2 separate regions of the Zea mays genome follow, and region 1 is linked to region 2. Evidence: chromatin contacts called from public Hi-C data. All regions are on one chromosome and are shown on one strand. The core of a region is the stretch at or near the end of the contact, and the rest is flanking DNA. Distances in the headings are between cores, read along the strand shown.

Region 1 (2,760 bases), core at 179-2,678, 240 kb after region 2:
GATTACGTGGCCGACCGTTGCGCTGGCGGCCGTTGGCTCACCAGACAGTCCGGTGCACCACCGGACAGTCCGGTGAATTATAGCCGTACGCCGCCACATTTTCCCGAGAGTGGCCTTTTCACCGGAGTTCAGCCTGGCGCACCGGACATTGTCCGGTGCACCACCGGACAGTCCGGTGTGCCAGATTGAGCTGAGTCTTGGCTGTACCAAGCCAAGTCTTTTGCATCTCTTTTCTCTTCTTCTTTTCTCTGTTTCTAGAACTTAGACCATATATGTTAGTACACAAAAACCAATGTACTAAGTCTAGAAACATACATTCTCTTTGTTTTGCACTTCTTTCTTCATTTAGCACAAGGGAACTTAATTGAATGTGTTGAGCACTTAATCACCAAAACATACTAGAAATTGCCCAAGGGCACATTTCCTTTCAGCACCGAATCAACCTCCACTGCGGGAGGGATTGCTCACCGGAGCAGCCCCCGACCCGCCCGTAGCACATCCCCGTCGTTCACCCACCTCCGGTCTCTTTCTCATGGCTGGAGCGCCACCACAAGGTTTGCCGGGTCACCCCAACGGCGCTGGCCTGCCCCGGATGGTCCTAGACCCCCTAGAACTCGGGCCTGCCTCGTCTTCAGTGATTCCTCCGCCGCGGGCGTGAGCGGCGTCGCCCAAAGCCGACCGGAGCCATTAACCACCCCGGGCACCCGATCTCAACCGCCCACCCCTGATCCAATGGCATAGATCCTCAGATATCAATTCATGTCGGTTCGTAAAACCAAGATCCTCGATTCCCCATCCAACGGCTCAGAGCCCGTGCCTCTGCGCACCTATGCTCCTGGGCCCCACCTCTCGATCGCTTCGTAGGATGTTATTCTTTTGAGAAAGTTCAAACGTTCAAAAATTATTTATTTTAAGAACAAAATATACGCATCATGCATCTAGTATCGTAACAAATGCAACGATGCAAGCAAAATTGAAAATTGGCTTTCCATAAGAAAGTTATCATATATTAGTGCTAGTTTGAGAGCTACAAAACCAAAAAATCATCTTCTTATTCAAAATTGAATACGAAGTAGATTCTAGCCCATTCAATCCATTCATTTTCTGGTTTCTAAACTAGCCTTATTGTTTTTAAAAAAAAAGAAAACCCAAATAAATCAAAGTGGCCCACGAACACCCCCAGCTCCTCCTCCCAGTCCCACTGGCCCGAGCGCGACCCCACGTTGGATAAGCCAAGTAGAGTATCGTGGCAGGCTACACGTGTCCTACGAAAATCTGCCAAATCCGGGCGGTGACTGGCAGCCAGCGGGCCAGCTTTGCATCGCAGCCAGGCCAGGCCAGGCCCAGGCGGACCGTCGCCGTCGTCCGTCCAGTGAAGCTTTTACTATAAAGCCCCTGCTAGACCGCTAGAAACCACACGTCCGCCCCTGCCAGTTTGCGTTCGCCACCCGTCCAAAACCCCCCAACCAAAGCCCGCTCCGGCAGCCCCCACCCCACCATCGCGTCAATGGCGGCGCCGCCTGTCCAGCCTGTGCCAACCGCGGCGGCGGCGGCGGCGGCTGTGAACGGGGACGCGTTCCGTCTGGGCTTCGTCGGCGCGGGCAACCTGGCCGAGAGCATCGCCCGCGGCGTGGCGGCGTCGGGCGTCCTCCCGGCCTCCGCCATCCGCACCGCGCCCCACCGCCGCCCCGAGCGCGGCGAGGCCTTCGCGTCCTTCGGCGCGTGCTTGCTCCAAACCAATGCCCATGTATTCCCCCTCCACGCCCTCCTCGTCTCCCCCTTTCCCCTTTGCTCTCCGGGCCTCCTCTTGATTGCGCGCGCGTGTATTTGCTGCGACAATGCGACATCACCGTGAAAACTCCGCTCTTACGCGAATTTTAATCCCCGGTGCGTTCTAGGTTGTGGACGACAGCGATGTGATCGTCATCTCCGTGAAGCCTCAGATCGGTAAGTGTCGTTTTTTTTAGATTTTGCTTTCTGGATCTAAGGGATTTAATGGTGCAATCTTATCATGTTCAATTTCGTGCTCCATGAACAATCCATTCCCGTGCCCGATTTGTTCTCGTGGTATTTGTTTGCGCTTTCGTCCACTGTTTTTATGGCACACACACATCGAATTGCAGTGAAGCAAGTTCTACTTCAGCTGAGGCCACGGCTGTCAGAAAAAAAGCTTCTCGTGTCCATTGCTGCCGGCATCAAGATGCAAGATTTGCAGGTTAGCGCACGTTTGAAAATTTTACCATCTCTATCAATATGATGTATCCGAATGTGGTACAGCTAAAAGGGTCCAATAGAAGATGCATTGTTTCAAATATTTGTTGTTCCAGTTTACCGGGAATGATTGTTCAGTATGTAAAGCATCTGCTCATGCTCATTCCCAATTTCTTGATCAGACCTGAACAGAATACAAGAATTGTGTATTGGATGAATCACACCACCACGACAGTTTTGTCCTAAATTTATATTTGCAAGGTTCCTGTTTCCTACAATGTTAAATTCGCTGAGGGATTCTGCTTGTTGTTATAATTTTTTATCTGTTGGGTGTAACAAGGCCAAGATTGCATTCTCTCGGTAAAAATTGGCATACAGATCTACAATTTGCAGTACATGGAATTATTTGTATGACTATATTTGTTGTGTTCAAACAGTTTTCTAATAGATCCAATTGAATTGCTCATTTTATCTCAGTTATTTGGTAGTTCTTACTTTACCATTCAGCATCTCATTATGACAATTGCCACTAAAACTGCAGAAAACAAC
Region 2 (2,700 bases), core at 6-2,505:
AAACTTATCTTATCGTTTAGTCATTATCTGTGTAATTAGTTTTGTAATTAAACTATATTTAATACTTCTTAATTAGTATTAGAACATCTAATGGGTAGGACTAAAATTTAGTTAGATGGATCCAAACGGGCTCAGACTGTTATCACCTTTTGCCCATATTTCTCCACCTTGTATTTTGACTTGCTACAAAAGCCTATGTGTGTATATATTAAATAAAAAATATTCCCTCTATTTTATTTATCACGTTTTAGTTAAAAATAAATTAGACAACAACAAATATTCAAAAACGAAAGTACATATAAAGATCAGAAGAAAGAAAATACGGATAGTTAGGAATTGTGATGTGTCACCCACCAGTTATTATTAGCAATATATAACGTGTTAACGCCGGCTTCCCCACAGTTTCTGCTGTAATATTTATTAATAGCGACACGCAACATATATATGTGCATGTGTGTCGTCGCTCGAACCACATATATATATATATATATATATATATATATATATATATATATATATATATATATATATATATATAATATTAATGTGTATGTGTATGTGTATACTAGCCTATAGCTAGTCGTTGATTAATCTAATCAAGCTAAGCATGAGTGCATGACTGTATGTCTCTAGTATAAAAATATATATCGAGCTGCATTTACATTATACAAAAACAAAATGCACGCAGAACATTTACATTATAGAAATTAATTAATTTATTAAATGGAAAATAAATAAATCAGCAGTATCACAACACGACATGGCTCCCTGCAGCAGAACATTTAATAGACATACATACAACCATGCAGGGGGGCCGGCCGGGAGCAGATAATTCATCAGTCCAGACATCAGTTGATCTGTGGCATTTAATTTACAGGCCAAACTGTCAAAGCTTGGAACTCTCTTAATTTCCGTCACACGCTATGTCTACATCCACTGAGAGTTAACTGTTTCCAAGGGCCCTGACGAACTGTACGCATGCATGTGCGTGCTCCCCGTCCCACACTGCAATAAGTCGATCGTCTCTGGCTTTGAAAATGATCTGCAATGTTTCGAAAAAGGATCTGCAATTTGAAACTAGCAAATGATGCTCTAAATTTTGTTTTTTTGTTTTTGTTTTTTTTAAACTTGTGTGCATATCTTAAACGCAGGCAGCATAGTGCACAGTGCATAGGATAGCAGAGAAAGCACCAATTATTTATGCCCCCCAGGCGGGCAGGAGCAGGACAGCCACCCACCCATATAAACATACGCTGATACGCACGCCTCAAACCCCTCACTGCGAGACAGCCTTCCCTTCCAAAAAAAAAAATCTCCATCGGCCTGGCCAGCCACCCACATACAGTAACAGTAGCCATCCCCAAGTCCACCTCTAGTCCCTCCTCTACCCGTCTCTCTTTTTCTCAAGAGCTACACGAGAGAGAGAGAGAGAGAAAAGGAGGGGAGAGAGGCACACAACGCTGCTGTGCTGCACACACAAACAAGTAGCAGTAGTGGAAGAAGCGAAGGGATCGGAGGAGGAGAGGAGAGGAAGTGTGGCCGGTGACAGACAGAAGAGAAGAAGAAGAACAAGAAGAGATGATGGTGGTGGTGAAAAGAGACGGGGATGATGCAGCACAGGCGGTGGCGGCTTCAGTTTGAGCAGCTGCGTGCAGAAGCTGAGCCAAGAAAGCAAGCAGCAGCTGCAACCGCTTCCAGTCCCCCCCCTGACTCTCCCAGCCAGCCGCCAGCAGGCTCAGTCGCCCAAGCAGCAAGCACCAAAGCGATCGATCGAGCTGCTCTCCGTCCGTGCTGGTCCCCCTCGCGCGCCTCTCCACTCCCCCCTCTCTCTCTCTCTTTCTCTGATCCATCCACCCAATTCGCCAGCTCCGCCGCCACCCTAGCTAGCTAGCAGCTAGAGTACAGAAGCGGAAGGTAGACCGCTCGGAGGCGGGAGGAAGGTCGACCGACACGAGTAGAGTCGAGCAGGCCGGCACAGCAGCTTGCCTCTCGACCGGCGGCGGCCATGGAGGACACCCTCAAGTCGCTGTCCATGGACTACCTCAACCTGCTCATCAACGGGCAGGCCTTCAGCGACGTCACGTTCAGCGTGGAGGGCCGCCTGGTGCACGCGCACCGCTGCATCCTGGCCGCGCGCAGCCTCTTCTTCCGCAAGTTCTTCTGCGGCGCCGCCGCCGCCGACCAGGCCGCCGCGCCCGGCGCGCTGCTGCTGGACCACCTCAGCCCGCGCTCCCCGTCCGGCGGCGCCTCCTCCTCCTCCCCGCGCGGCGGCGCCGGCGGCGCGGGAGCCTCCGCGGCAGCGGCGCCGGGCGCCGTCATACCCGTCAACTCCGTCAGCTACGAGGTGTTCCTGCTGCTGCTGCAGTTCCTCTACAGCGGCCAGGTGTCCCTGGTGCCGCAGAAGGGGGATCCCCGGCCGGGCTGCGGCGAGCGCGCGTGCTGGCACACGCACTGCGCCGCCGCCGTCGACCTCGCGCTCGACACGCTCGCCGCCGCACGCTCCTTCGGGGTCGAGGAGCTCGCGCTGCTCACCCAGGTAACCATACCAAACTAACCAACCAATTCCAGCATCTCCCTCTTCCCTCACGACTGCAATTCTTCACACGCTTATTTCTTCGGGTCCGTTGCTGATGCTCCTGTTCTTCTTCCTCCTCTACTCCGGGCAAAACATAAATAATACTCTAAATAAATAACAGAGAC

The links. A called contact is a pair of places that touch in the nucleus more often than the background predicts.
Region 1: a Hi-C map of leaf shows a contact between it and region 2, with 5 times the contacts expected there. The contact joins the promoter of LOC606449 here to the promoter of LOC103650745 in region 2. A contact is called at or near these places in 2 of 25 Hi-C or Micro-C datasets (leaf and tassel).

The regions. Positions count from the first base shown.
Region 1 is chr3:152,328,331-152,331,090 of Zm-B73-REFERENCE-NAM-5.0, forward strand. It overlaps LOC606449 (pyrroline 5-carboxylate reductase), which reads left to right and starts at 1,429. Exons shown (of 7, transcript NM_001112317.1): 1 at 1,429-1,747; 2 at 1,899-1,947; 3 at 2,124-2,215. The coding sequence starts at 1,508.
Region 2 is chr3:152,084,912-152,087,611 of Zm-B73-REFERENCE-NAM-5.0, forward strand. LOC103650745 (BTB/POZ domain and ankyrin repeat-containing protein NPR5) reads left to right here and starts at 1,256. Exons shown (of 2, transcript XM_008676308.2): 1 at 1,256-2,536. The coding sequence starts at 2,006.